5 separate regions of the Mus musculus genome follow, and all the other regions are linked to region 1. A link is a contact called in public ChIA-PET, HiChIP or PLAC-seq and promoter capture Hi-C data. All regions are on one chromosome and are shown on one strand. The core of a region is the stretch at or near the end of the contact, and the rest is flanking DNA. Distances in the headings are between cores, read along the strand shown.

Region 1 (2,700 bases), core at 17-2,516:
GTTGGCTCACTTCTTTTCATTTTCCTTTCTCTTGAGCATTGGCTCATGTCTTATGGCTCCGCCATTCTAGTTTCTTCTGTGAACTCCTCCTCCCAGGACCCCTGGCCCTGAACACTCTTGAGAGAGGAATGCACAAATTCCTTCGAGGTTCCATCACTGGAACATGGTCTCAGGAGCGGCAAACAGGAAGTTTCTGGACTTCTGTCTATTTTGTGCTTGGGGCAAAACTGGACTCCACTTGGAAGATTCCGCAAAAAGCAAGGCAGGAGTAAACCAGCAACCTTCCTGATTCCTATCTAAAACTTTTAATGAGGACAGTGTCATATAGAGTCAGTCCCTCCATGGCTTCTCTATCCAGAAGTGGTCTCTCTCTCTCTCTCTCTCTCTCTCTCTCTCTCTCTCTCTCTCTCTCTCTCTCTCTCTCTCTCTCTCTCTCTCTCGCAAAGCAGAGCCCGCCGCCAGACACATCGGGTTATTGCCCCTAAACTTCCTCACTCCACTTTTTACATCTTGAGCGGGACATTTAAAACACAGTTTGGGATTTTGTAAGTTTCCAAAGCGTCCAGAGGGCAGTCCCCTTTTGGCAGCGCCATTGCAGGACGGGAGCCAGAGATTAGCCGAGGTAGGTCCCCTGGTCTCAAAATCCTATTCACCTCGCTCAGAAGCCCAGGACTCTACCTTGCTACTTCCTTCAGCTCAGAGGGGCCAGAAGCAGCTTTCCTTTGCCTGCGTGCCTGGCCTCCTCAATAACACCATTCATCGCCTGCCTCTCGGGGCACCGGGGAAGCCCCAGTCACGCGCCAGGGTTCTCGCTCAGGTACGGGATTCCCGGGGTAACCGCCGGCCCCTAACCTCAGGGGCGGGTAGTCCACTGGGCAGCGTCGGCCCGGAGGCGGGCTCAGGCCGGAAGCCACCCGCGGCCCCGCGAGACCGCGCCCCCGCCCCCGCCTCCTCGTCCTCCTCTTCCAGTACGAGCTCGGCGGCCAAGGGCGCAGGGGCCAGCCCGCCGGTCCCCGCCGCGCTCTTTGTCCCGGCCGCGCGCGGGCGGACGCGTGCGCATCTGCCCCCCCGCCCCCCAGCTCCCCAACCTCCGCCACCCCCCGCCCGCCACCCCCCACCCGGCGGAAAAAAAAAAAAAAAGAAGGCGCAGCGGGAGCGCGCTCGCGCGGGGGCGCGCGGGAGCCGCTCGCGCCCCCTCCGCCAGGCAAGCAGCGAGCACGCGCGCCGCCGCGCCCGCCCCTCCCCCGCCCGCCCGCTCGCTCGGAACTTGCTGACTGCGCGACCGGGAGGAGCCGAGCCGAGCCGAGCCGAGCGCAGCGGCGGGAGGCTGAGCGCGCGGGGGGCTCCCGCGTCCCTGCGCCTTCGCCTTCGGCCGGCAGAGCGCCCACCCCACCGTGGCTCCCGGAGCGCGGGGCGGCGCCACCCTCCGGCCGCAGCGCGGCACTGCACGGCCGCCTGCGACTTTCGATGTTCCACACTCCCGGGCCGGAGCCTCGGCGGCGGCTTCTTTTCCCGCCCCCCCGGTGCCCCCCCCAGGCTGCCTCCATTTCCTCAAGGAAGGTTCCTCGGCGCTCTCCCTCCCCCACAGCGTAGCGGCGCACGAGCGGGCCGGGCGGGCGGCCGAGGTAAGGCGGCGGGGCCGGGGCCCGCGTGGGGGGCGGCGGGGGCGGGGGCGGCAGCTTTGTTCGCGCCGGGCGCCGCGCTCCTCAGTCCGCCGCGCTAGTCAGTCAGCGGCGCGGGGCGGCGGGTCCCGCATCCCCCGGCGGGCGGGCGCAGTGGCGCGGTCCCCTGCGCGGCCCTCCCCACAAAGGACCGCGGAGCTGCGTGGCCCAGTGCTCGCCCCGGGGCGGGCCGCGCCAATTTGTTGCACTTCTGGGGGTGGGGGGTGGGGGAGGGCTTTTGTTTGTTTGTTTGTTTTGCCCTCGGGGTTTTGGCCGCTTTGCGGATTTTTTTTTTTTTTTTTAAAATAACAAAATGTCGGTCGGTGAGGGAGGAATTGAGCGGGGAACGTCGATGGCACCGGGAGCTTTGCAGAAGGTGCAGTTTGGAGCCTGCCCTTCCCCGGGTGGCAGCTCGGGCTCGGCCCGGTGAATCCTCGCCGCCGGCCGTGGGGACGGCTGTGGGGCGGCTGCCAGTTGATTTTTTTTTTTTTTTTAAATTCGAGTGCTGTGTTCAAAGGCTTTCGGTGCGCACGGGAGGACCCCGTCACCGTAAATAAGCATATGGGCGACTAACGGGGTATGTTTTTCCTCTGGGAAGGAGGATTTGATCGCTCAGACCGGTGTCAGCCTGTAAATATTTAGACGGTATTAGTGACTTCTGAACATTCTCGGCGAGATCTGTTATTTACAGTTGTCATATGTTATTAATGCCCGTTGCCCAAGTTCCCTGGCAAATCTGTTTCATGCCTTCTGAGAAAGTAGACAATTGATAGATTGTCCAAGGGATGGGAAAAAAATGTGAGTGGGTTTTCCAACTTGCATTTTGGTAAATCCCTCAACGCCTGCATTATAAATTATGATACGTATCAGATTCCCTGTAACGTGCTGCACCCTAAGTACAGGGACTTTCGAATCCTTTTCAATAAAATACTCTCAAAGGTGCTTATTGAGAAGTGCATGCTGCTATTTTTTTTTAAAGATCTAATGTTTCTCCATGGGTCTCTTCTCTCCTTAGAAGTTTTCCCAGAGATAAGTTCAC
Region 2 (2,700 bases), core at 149-2,648, 260 kb after region 1:
AGATCATAATCATGATGATCATCCTGAGGGAGTTAGAGGAGTTTAAACTAGGAAGCACCAGTATCTTAATTAAATACCTGCCTGCTACACAATTAAAATGCTGATTAGGGTCCTAGTGTGAAGTAGGAGCCTCTGTTCTCTGTGCCCGTGCCTAGGGGGCGGGGGTGTCACTAGACTTTGCAGATTCGATGCTTACAGTACTGTAGTTTCACCTCAGAGCCCCTGAATAGCTGAGAAGAAAGACAGGGAGTCCAACAAGTGAGAGGCATAAAAGGTTGCCACTCACCACTCTCAGTACCCTTGACCCTCAGTCCACAGCTTAACTGTCAACAACCAAAAAACTATTGTGTGAGAGAATTGCTTAAAATACTTGAGTCTCTCTCCCTACTAGTGGAGCTATCTTGCGGTCTGGGAAGCTATAGTGACAGTTTGAAACTGTTGTAGAGTATATATATATACATCTATATCTCTGCAGTGTGGTGTGCTTTCTTATCTTCAGGAGCTTGACCTCAAACAGTTGACAAAACTAAAGAAAGTAAAGTCTCACGTTTCCTCATTTCAAGGTTTACGTTCAGTTGAGGATGTATCAGCAAAAGTCAGTATTAATCCATTTATGATATGAACATGACCAGCTATGGGGTTTTCATTTTGTATTCTCTTAACAGCTGTGAACAAGGCTGTGCCAAATTTACATTCCAGTATTGAAAGTTTATTATTTCACCAGATAAAATATAAATAGGTGATCTTGCAAAGAGGTTATTAAAGTAATGTCACAAAACTACTCACTAATCATATTGTAGTGACCAATGCACAGTATTAATAATAAATTCTAGGCAACCTTACTGTAGAAAATACAAGCCACACATTATATACCAAGTAAATACTTCCTGTATTAAAATGTGAATGTGGTATTAGCCTTGCTCTGAGGAATAAACACATAGCTAATTATATGTTAGGTGGTCTTTAAAAGGAAGTAGACTTTATTCTGGAAGTGACTGCATGATTCATGTGTGCAGGAGCCGAGAGAGACTCCTCCACCCAGCAAGGGAGGTCAAGGCTCATAAGAAGCATCAGACGCCGGATGAGGACAAACTGGGAAAAAAAGAAAAGAACTGTATCATTTTCATTTACTGTTCTGTAAATATCTTCATTTTAAATACATTGAAGAATTGTCCACAATAAAGGAGATGCAGAAATGAGTCAAAAGCCATAGAAATAAAGGGGAATGGGTTATTGAAAGGAGGGGAACAGGATGTGACAGAAAGGATCTAAGGGGCGGAAGGAGACATCCAGAGGAACAAAGGTGTTTGTAAAATGTTTGTGAGTCCTCTCCCCTTTCTGAGTCTTCCGACTCCTGTGGAGTCTCATTCTCTGAGTCTTTCACAGGATGTACATTTTTAGCCTGTTTACTCTGTAACTGAAACCTTTGCTTGTGTCCTCTTTGAACACCGCAAATGTAAGGCAAGGAAGGAGAAGTTGGTTTCAAGCCATTAAGGTGCAATTCTTGTCTGGGGCATCAGTGTCTCAAAGAAGAGACTCAGCTATACTGTTCCTGGCCGTAGACCCAAAATATGCTCCACCATACCACGAGGACACATGCTCCATTATGTTCATAGCAAATTTATCCATAATAGCCAGAAGCTGGGAACAATCTAGATGTCCCTCAACTGAAGAATGGATAAAGAAAATGTGGTTCATTTACACATTAGAATATGATTCAGCCATTAAAAACAAGGACATCATAAATTTTGCAGTTAAATGGATAGGACTAGAAGATATTATCCTGGATGAGGTAACCCAGATTCAAAAGAACAGGCATGGTATGTACTCACTGATAAGTATAGAATGCCCATGATATACCCTACAGACCCAAAGAAGTTAGATAAGAAGGAAGGCCCAAGCAAGGGTACTTGAATCACACTTAGAAGGGGAAACAGAATAAGAGACAGAGGAAAGGAGGGAACAGGGTGGGAGAGGGGAGCGGGAGGAGAATAGGGAGGCAGGGTCAGGTGTGGGAAGAGACAGGAAAGAGGCCCAGGAGAATGAATGGAAATCTACACTTGCTGGGGGTGAAAGAGGTGGGGAGGTTGGAGGGGGGATCTCTGGGAAGTCCCAGAGACCTGGGATAGGGGAGCCTACCAGGAGTCAATTTGGGTGACCTCAGCTAAGAAGCCTAACAGTGGGGATATAGAACCTGAAGAGGTCATCTCCTGTAGCCAGGCAAGACCCCCAGTAGAGAAATAAGGACACCAACCCACCCACAAAACTTTTGACCCAAAATTTGTTCTGTCTAAGTAAGGTAACCCAATCACAAAAGAAGTCATTAGATATGCACTCATTGATAAGTGGATATTAGCCCAGAAACATAGAACACCCAAGATACAATTTGCAAAACACAAGAAAATCAAGAAGAGGGGAGACCAATGGGTGGAAACTTCATTCCTCCTTAGAACAGGGAACAAAATACCCATGAAAGGAGTTACAGAGACAAAGTTTGGAGCTAAGACGAAAGGATGGACTATCTGGAGACTACACCACCTGGGGATCCATCCCATAATCAGCCACCAAACCCAGACACTATTGCATATGCCAGCAAGATTTTGCTGAAGGGACCCTGGTATAACTGTCTTATATGAGGCTATGCCACTGCTTGGCAAATACAGAAGTGGATGCTCACAGTCATCCATAAGATGGAACACA
Region 3 (2,700 bases), core at 192-2,691, 300 kb before region 1:
TTTCTTCTCCCATACAATACATCCCAGCTGCGTCCCCCAACTCCTCCCAGTCTATCACCACCACATTCTCCCTTCTCCACCAGAGCCGCTCCTCTGTTTCCCTTCAGAAAAGAGCAGGCATCCCTGTGATTTCAACAAAACATGGCATAACATGATACACTAAGACTAGGCACAAACCCTCTTACCAAGGCTGGACTGGTCATCCCAGCAGGAGAAAAAGAGTCCTAAGCACAGGTAAGAGAGTCAGACACACCCCTACTCCCATTGTTAGGAGTCCCACAAGAACACCAAGCTTCACAACCATGACATCTGTGCAGAGGACATTGCAGAGACCCATGCAGACTCCCTGGCGGTCACTTCAGTCTCTGAACCCGTATGAAAACCCTGCTTAGTTGATTCTGTGGGCTGTGTTCTCCCTCTACCAGGCAGTTCATTTTCATCTTACCAAAAAGTCTATAATGTACCACATAAAATAGCCAACTTTGAGTTCTTAAATAACAATAAATAGCAAGGCTAAGCAAAACCTCACCCAGGTATGTTTATAATCCATGGATAACAACCACTGTACCCCCAAAACAACTTGACAGTGGGACTGATGTGGTTTTAGTCCTAGTAGTGATGCTACATTTTTATTTTATTTTCCAACTTTTTCCTTACATATATTTTGTGTATCTGTCTATGTGTGGATGTGCATGGATGAGCAGGTGCCCACAGAGATGAGAAAGGGACACTGGATCTTTTGCAGCTGGAGTTAGAGGCAGTTGTGAGCCATCCAATGTGGGTACTGGGAACTCTTGCCTTCCATAAGAGTAGTAGGTGTTTTTAACCACTGAGCCACCTATAGTTTGATTTCAGATTTCTACTGAGGATGCATAAGAAGGGGATAACATTTGAAACGTAAACAAAGAAAATATCCAATAGAAGAGGAAGAAGAAGAAGAAGAAGAAGAAGAAGAAGAAGAAGAAGAAGAAGAAGAAGAAGAAGAAGAAGAAGCAGCAGCAGCAGCAGCAGAAGCAGCAGCAGCAGCAGAAACAACTACTGAAAATTCCTTGGAGCCTTGTCAATATTGAGTACCAAGAGTACAAAAAAAGATGTTTATATAAGAAAAATAAAATCCAAAATACAACATCAGACATTTTTGCAAGCAAATTTTACCATTTCATCTGTCTATCCTTAGATCAGACTAAAGAAAACCTGGATGGCACTTAGCTGGAGTTAAAGCCTCATTTTTTTACTGATCTAGAGTTTTAATAAATGAGAGAACTGTGTGAGCCTTGAACAAATTGAACTCCACATGGTTCCTAGGGAGCCATGAACAAATATTTGTTCATCCCAGATACCAATGGCAGAACATTTCTGCCTCATTATAACTTGGTGAATCAGTTACTCACAGGAGCGTAGGTGAGTGTTTCTTTACAGACCACATCCACAATTCAAAGACACTGAATCACCAAAATCCCACCCCAACATAGGCGTGATGAGAGAAAACGACTTCCCTGCAGCTGGGCCTGTGACTTGTAGACAGAAATTCTTTTCAGAGAGATTACCAGGCATCTAAGCTCTGGGAGGGGCTTTGGGAATCCTGTAAGCAGGGAGCTTCCTGGGTCTTAGAAGTCCCTGAAGACCAAAGTGTGGACACTTTGCCCCTTAGAATGGGAACAAAAGACCCATGGAAGGAGTTACAGAGACAAAGTTTGGAGCTGAGACGAAAGGATAGACCATCTAGAAACTGCCATACCCGGGGATCCATCCCATAATCAGCCTCCAAATGCTGACACCATTGCATACACTAGCAAGATTTTGCTGAAAGGACCCTGATATAGCTGTCTCTTGTGAGGCTATGCCGGGGCCTAGCAAACACAGAAGTGGATGCTCACAGTCAGCTATTGGATGGATCACAGGGCTCCCAATGGAGGAGCTAGAGAAAGTACCCAAGGAGCTAAAGGGATCTGCAACCCTATAGGTGGAACAACATTATGAACTAACCAGTACCCCCCCCCCCCCCCGGAGCTTGTGTCTCTAGCTGCATATGTATCAAAAGATGGCCTAGTCAGCCATCAGTGGAAAGAGAGGCCCCTTGATCTTGCAAACTTTATATGCCCCAGTACAGGGGAAAGCCAGGGCCAAGAAGTGGGAGTGGGTGGGTAGGGGAGTGCAGGGGGAGGGTATGGGGGACTTTTGGGATAGCATTGGAAATGTAAATGAAGAAAATACCTAATTTAAAAAAAAAAAGAGGAAAAAAAATAAAGAAGAAGTCTTCTTCCTCCAGAAGGAGATGGTTCAGTTTTAAAGAAACGGCTACACAGGCAGGAGCCATGTGTGAAGCCTCAGTCTTCTGAACTTAGACTTACTAAATGGCTACAGAGCATGACACAGGCCTAGGAATGTCCACAGATAATCTTACTGGCCTATGCTCCAGAGGCAATTCAAAAACATCCAGGCCAACATTGAGAAGAAACTTGCCTTTATTGTTTTTAAACACGCAGCTGAAGCTAGTAACACTTCCACTGCTTAGAGTCGCAAAGTCGGGATTGATACGGGAAGAAAATGCATAAGGTCTAACTCCCTCCAGGAATCATGGAACAGAACGGAAACTGCCCTGTGTTTGGTCTGGAATTGAACTGTGGTGAGTAGCTCCAGGCAAGATGGGACTCAAAGGACTCTCCTTCTTCCTTCATAAGAGCCAAAGTGAGCAGTGTG
Region 4 (2,700 bases), core at 1-2,500, 480 kb before region 1:
GCTCTAAAGAACATTCAAAGGCTACCTGAGTTAGAACTTTCAAGAGCACTGACTTACTGTGTGTTGCCTCTTTGTATGGGTCCAAAAGTAGGACTTGTTTGCTAACTAAGGCTGAGACGTGGGTGTTTTCCTGTTTCGGTGATAGTCTTGAGATAGATAGCCTTTCTTTTCTGTATATGTACTTTCCCACAATGCACTTGATTTTATTTCATGTCCACACTCAGTCATGCACAGGAATAAGACTTTAAATAGGATATTCCCTTGAAAGTTTATTCTGAGGCTACCGTTTGCCTTATTGCACATACACTTAAAACCAGTCCAGTCTGGCTTGGCTTACTCCCCTCTTTTCTGGATATATTCTAAGGTGTATATGGTCACAGAGGGGAAGTTATTTAGGGTTGCAAGGTAGTCAGAGGTTGAAGTGACCTGATTGCTTCCTTTGGAGAGGGATGCACATACAGCTCGATGCAGGGGAGGTCCTAGGTTGCTATGTGCTTCCTTGGAGAATGCAAATGTGTGAAGCACAAGTCACGTGGGGCCATTCATTGCTAAGCTATCTCTGTGCTTCTCTGCCTCATTTTGACTTTTTAATCTTGCCTTGACTCTGTGACATAGAGCTAGGCCCCTGTACATTGCCACCTCCTTTCACCCCTGGGATATCAGTTGACCTGATTATCCACTTTAACATTTAATAAGCACACAGATGACAGAGCTATGAAAAAAATGAAATGTTAGTTGCCCTGTAGGAAGCAATATGCTATGTCTTTTATTTAAAAACACTAAAAGTTAATGTGAGAAAGAATATAAATTAATTTTAAAATAGTATTTACTGAGGCAGGTCTTGTCTCTAGAAAAAATTAACATGCCTAGATATTAATGAGAATTTTTTTAAATTATATAACTAGTTTTTATAAGATCATGTATATATCCTGACTATCGTTGAATTTGTATTTATTCTGATATTTTAAATTCAATATTTTATTCTAATTCATCCTTATAGGCATCATTATTTCCTGGATATCATTATAAAAGTCTTGTTTATTTATGTTGATATTTTAAATTAAATGTTTTTTCTCTTTCTTTTTTTGTAGATTATGTTTGTCATTCTATGTTTGTCTTCTTACAATGTGGAAAAATTAAACAGAATAAGGAGTGGATGAGCGGGGGTGGGGGGACGGGGATCTCCTGTGCCCAGATGTTCATGAGTCATTTTATAGCTGTTTCCCTAGAGGCTGCGAGGCGTGTAAAAGAGTATTTGCACAAGAAAGGATGTAAGCTGCAGAAGCCATAAGCTATTTGCTGTCTACCAATCTAAGAACCTAAGAAAACCTATGGAATTTCCTCACTATAAAAATAAAGCTAAGTATTCTCTGTATAATTTCAAATATCTACATGAAAACCAAAAATATTTAATTGCCATGTCTAAACTCTAGGATTCTAAAAATTTCTTAGTTTTGTTTTGTTTACATTAAGTTAATTATGTATGCTGTCATACTCACCAGAGCACATGTCACATGGATGGAGGTCAGAGGTAATCTTGAAAAAGTTAGTTTTCTCCTACCATGTTCTGGAGATCAAACCTGGGCTGTCAGGCTTGGTGGCAAGAGATTTTAATGGTGAACCATCTCAACAGCCCCAAGAACCATTCTTTTTTTCAAGAGAAAAGATTTATTAACTTTTGTCTTAGTGGCTGGATGTTCTGCCTGCTTATATGTCTGTGTGCCACAGGCACCCATGGCCTTCTAAGGCTAGAAGAGGGCATCTGAGCCTTTGAAACTGGAATTGCAGGAAGTTGTTAACATTATCAATGGGTGCTGATAATTGAACATAGGTCCTCTAGGAGAACAGCAAGTGCTCTTAACCACTGGGCCATCCGTCTCTCCAAACCCCATCCACAATAAATGCTGAGAGTGTATTGCTGCTGCCGCCTCCTTAGTTAGGTCTCTCAGGAGAGAATACAACTCTTTTCCACCTGTGGAAGAGTCAATCACCAAAGAATTGAATTGGTGGAATCAGAAAAGATGTGTAAATAATAAGCATTCCGATTCGCAAGTGGATGTGTCCCAAGTAAAAGAAGCTACAAGTTACTTTTCACAGAATGGAATGGATCTTGGGAGAATTAGCAGAGTAGTCTGTTGAGTGGAGCTGTCTTCCAGGTGACTTTAGGCTTACATCTGTGAAGGGCTATCTATTTAGTCGATTCACGTGATAACATCACTGTTATTTTCCTGAAGAAAAAAAAAAAAGTCCTACTTTTTTCTTCAACGATTCGGTCTTTACTGCTCATATATCAGTCATACAAATGGCATCCATGATCTCTTCTGTTGCTCCTGAGCTAATATACAAGCTCATCGCTCTTCACTGTTCTCATAATTTCCTAACAGTCTTGGTCAGAATAAATGGATCTTTTATTTTCAAATATGAGTATATGCATGGGTATGTATACCACTGTATGCTTGCTTGTATTTATTTATTTATTTATTTATTTATTTATTTATTTATTTATTTATGAGATGCCCAATGGCATACCAGCCTTGACTGAAATTGACTTAATCACTGACATTTCAGAGATACACACTGAACATTGCATGTTTGCCTAATCCATTTTGAGGTGCATCTATCACTTGCAACTGGAAGGAATCTGGACTAATACAATCTCTCTTGACCCCCTTGGGCCACCTTGTGCATTCTACTTGGAAA
Region 5 (2,700 bases), core at 14-2,513, 260 kb before region 1:
TACCTGTGTATTCTTGATTTAATTTGCTAATGTCACAGGTTAAGGTATAATTTTACTTGCATGAGTAAATTGCCTGTGGATTATATTTTGTGTTGGACAGATAGGAATTGTTCTACAGCACAAATCTGGATACAGAATCAGTCTGACTCAGCACTCAAGATGGAGCCAACCATTGTTTTAGAGTTTTTATAGGACAAGCAGATTCTGAAGTCGCTGTTTTACACACCATGGTGTGACCTAAAGTAGAGCATTGCCTGGTCTCCACAAACCTCCCTTTTGGCCACTTGCTCCTCCTCAGTTTCCTTTCAGGCTTTTCTGTGCTATGCCGAATGTTCTATAGTCCTTAAATCTATTTGCAATACTGTCAATAATATGACCATCTCAGCTATTCCTCAACTCCTCTCAAGCATTTCTTCGTGACACAGTAAGTAGGTAGTTCATGTGCCCTTTGCATGTGAAATGTCCCTGAAAGTGGTGTGCTTTCAAGATTTGCTCTCTATAGTTGTTCAGAGGTGGGGTTTGGCTGATGTGACTGGCCCCTAAGGTCTCTGACTTAATCAGTGGACTGACTTATGAGTGGAGTCTTAACTTCATGTTCTTACTGAATGATGACAGTCTAGAAGGTAGACTCTGATTGAAGGAAGTAAATCACTGGGGTCATGTCACTGAAGGGGATCCCTTGCTGCTGTTTCTTTGTTTGGTCTCATCCTAGTTCCTGGTTGCCATGAGGACTACAGCTGTCCCAGGCCGTGCTCTTCCAGGGTGATCTGTCTGCCTTTCCACAAGATTAAAAGCAATGGAGAAAGCCAGCCCTGAACTAACACCCTTGAAACCATGAGCTGAAATAAAGCCTTTTTCCCTTAAATGTTTTCATCAGATATTTTGTCACGAAAGTGACTAAACACTAACTTGTAACTAACATGTACAGAGCCCCAACAAACAATTCATGGCCTTCTGATCCCTGCTACAGGATAAAACTGTCTTTATTTAAGCATTTTATTTAACTCCCTGTTGTGCCATATAATGTCTGGATTATTCATGGTGATTTCAGTCTTACTTTTCTGATGTTGCTGTCATAATTACATATGTAAATACATGTGTTCATTCATGATGTTTGCTGATTTTTTTAAACTAATATGTTTTGTGTAGAATGACGATACAAAAAGAAAAGAAAAAAGAAAAAAAGAAAGGATGAATACTACTTTGATTTTTCTACCCAAAGAAGAGGAAAATGCTTCCAATTATTTTCTAGAGCAGGACATTTGGTACCGATAAGGTTGCTATAGCAACCTGAGAACAAAGCTTAATTTAGGCCACAATGAGTGCACCCACTTTGTTTCCTGTCTGAACAAGCATTTCTGCGAAGAGCTGTGTTTACAAACAATGCAAGGGTGCCTACATGGAAAGTCATTTAGAGATGGGGTTCCTCAACTTCCCCCCTTACACCTGCTTGTCCTATTATAATTCCAATAAAAATTACCTTTGTCAAGGACAACTAAAATGTAGTCCAATTTTACTCAAGATTGAAAACGTTGGACATCAATTGGTTCTTAACAGGTCTTCAAAAATATTTTGACATTAAAATGTATTTTACTTTCTAGTGTTCATCTTTACAATGTGTTGGAAAAGAAATATTTGTTGTATTTGACTGAAAAAAAAACACCCTCTTAGTTTAGTCAATGTGAGTGTATTTCCTCTGTAAGGATCAAGTCCCTGAAAGTCTTGCTGGTATATGTATCCAGGGTCAAGGTGGCTGGAGAGGAGAATCCCTGTGGCTTCCCACTTTTATGGAAGCAGAATGTACTCTGGTGTTTATGTGTCTCTTTCATAAAGATGAAAAGCTTTAGTTTAGGAAAGATTCAGTCTGCTGCCATTCAGGTAGCATATATCTCACATTCGGTTCAACCTCCACCTAAAATTCCTTTCCTAACCCTTGTGTTAGGATTAAACAGAAATAGAAGGTCTCTTGCTAAGCTGTGTCTGATTTGCCATGCAACCCCACCTCTCCTCAGAGCACCAAGTCTAGACTACATTTAGCTATTTTAAATACTGATTTGCATACCTTCCTCCCTCCTAGACACTACAAGGAATGCCTCTTTAAACTTGGTATTTTCTTCCTACCCAACCAAAACAGCACCTGGCATATACCAGGTGCTATGTACAAAGTTAAAAAAAAAAATGCTTTAACTCAAAATAGAAAAAGTTACAAACATCCCCCCCTTCCCAAATAAAGAACAGAAAAACAAAAGACAAACACCACCAACACTAACAACAAAAATACAAGACAATTAATTCCAGAATGGTAAATGCACAAATAGTTCTGGGTCTATAGGTAATTGAGGGAGAGGTTCTCATATTAGAGGAGTCATTAAGACTAAGAACCTTCAGGAAAAGGTTCAAACCACCCTAGCGTCAAACCACCCTAAGCCGTAATAAGTGTTATATACCCAAATCTTCATTTGGTCCATTCAAGCATATATGCCTGTTACCACCTGAAATGACCCCAAATAGTATAAGAGTACAAGGGGCATGTGCAGAATGACTAAAGCCAACAAAAAGAACAGGAAGCCAAATTGGAACCTAGGAGAAAGCCGCCAGGGAAAGAAAAGGTTTCAAGGAAAGAGATGTGAGCTAGACCACAGGGTATGGAGGAGTCGAATGCAATGAGGCAGGGCAAAGTCTAGTTTAAGAAAAACACCC

What was found. Promoter capture Hi-C pulls out the DNA fragments that hold promoters and counts their contacts. ChIA-PET counts read pairs in DNA pulled down with a chosen protein or histone mark. HiChIP or PLAC-seq counts read pairs in DNA pulled down with a chosen protein or histone mark.
Region 2: a contact with region 1 is called in an RNA polymerase II ChIA-PET map of effector CD8 T cells, with 6 read pairs. The contact joins the enhancer-like site here to the promoter of Ube2e3 in region 1. A contact is called at or near these places in 2 of 39 promoter capture datasets (fetal liver and pre-B cells), 1 of 484 Hi-C or Micro-C datasets (Th1 cells), 2 of 115 datasets of contacts at active chromatin or transcription factors (effector CD8 T cells and memory CD8 T cells) and 1 of 9 other capture datasets (adipose tissue).
Region 3: a contact with region 1 is called in a FOXA1 HiChIP or PLAC-seq map of pancreatic cancer cells. The contact joins the enhancer-like site here to the promoter of Ube2e3 in region 1. A contact is called at or near these places in 3 of 39 promoter capture datasets (the 3T3-L1 cell line, 3T3-L1-derived adipocytes and macrophages), 2 of 484 Hi-C or Micro-C datasets (cortical neurons and embryonic fibroblasts), 9 of 115 datasets of contacts at active chromatin or transcription factors (bone marrow-derived macrophages, cardiomyocytes, craniofacial prominence and 6 more) and 1 of 9 other capture datasets (macrophages).
Region 4: an HNF4G HiChIP or PLAC-seq map of pancreatic cancer cells shows a contact between it and region 1. The contact joins the enhancer-like site here to the promoter of Ube2e3 in region 1. A contact is called at or near these places in 6 of 39 promoter capture datasets (the 3T3-L1 cell line, 3T3-L1-derived adipocytes, cranial neural crest and 2 more), 3 of 484 Hi-C or Micro-C datasets (the G1E-ER4 cell line, Sertoli cells and myocytes) and 9 of 115 datasets of contacts at active chromatin or transcription factors (bone marrow-derived macrophages, cardiomyocytes, craniofacial prominence and 6 more).
Region 5: a promoter capture Hi-C map of hippocampal neurons shows a contact between it and region 1, with 3 times the contacts expected there. The contact joins the enhancer-like site here to the promoter of Ube2e3 in region 1. A contact is called at or near these places in 3 of 39 promoter capture datasets (the 3T3-L1 cell line, 3T3-L1-derived adipocytes and hippocampal neurons), 2 of 484 Hi-C or Micro-C datasets (cortical neurons and myocytes), 1 of 115 datasets of contacts at active chromatin or transcription factors (embryonic stem cells) and 1 of 9 other capture datasets (embryonic stem cells).

The regions. Positions count from the first base shown.
Region 1 is chr2:78,867,781-78,870,480 of GRCm38.p6, forward strand. Ube2e3 (ubiquitin-conjugating enzyme E2E 3) reads left to right here and starts at 1,267. Exons shown (of 6, transcript NM_009454.2): 1 at 1,267-1,625; 2 at 2,677-2,700.
Region 2 is chr2:79,126,188-79,128,887 of GRCm38.p6, forward strand. No RefSeq gene overlaps it. Among named protein-coding and RNA genes, the nearest start is that of Gm35748, 5.2 kb to the left of the region's middle. Within about 2 kb of position 1,399, at least 42 of the 459 cell types and tissues checked have an H3K27ac peak or open chromatin away from gene starts, as enhancers often do. A contact at or near this core is called in effector CD8 T cells and memory CD8 T cells, where this site is marked.
Region 3 is chr2:78,571,345-78,574,044 of GRCm38.p6, forward strand. No RefSeq gene overlaps it. Among named protein-coding and RNA genes, the nearest start is that of Gm39865, 180 kb to the right of the region's middle. Within about 2 kb of position 1,442, at least 6 of the 459 cell types and tissues checked have an H3K27ac peak or open chromatin away from gene starts, as enhancers often do. A contact at or near this core is called in pancreatic cancer cells, where this site is marked.
Region 4 is chr2:78,392,076-78,394,775 of GRCm38.p6, forward strand. All of the region lies in intron 1 of Gm46750 (a long non-coding RNA gene), which reads left to right. Among named protein-coding and RNA genes, the nearest start is that of Gm46750, 5.6 kb to the left of the region's middle. Within about 2 kb of position 1,251, at least 5 of the 459 cell types and tissues checked have an H3K27ac peak or open chromatin away from gene starts, as enhancers often do. A contact at or near this core is called in pancreatic cancer cells, where this site is marked.
Region 5 is chr2:78,606,763-78,609,462 of GRCm38.p6, forward strand. No RefSeq gene overlaps it. Among named protein-coding and RNA genes, the nearest start is that of Gm39865, 140 kb to the right of the region's middle. Within about 2 kb of position 1,264, at least 2 of the 459 cell types and tissues checked have an H3K27ac peak or open chromatin away from gene starts, as enhancers often do. A contact at or near this core is called in hippocampal neurons, where this site is marked.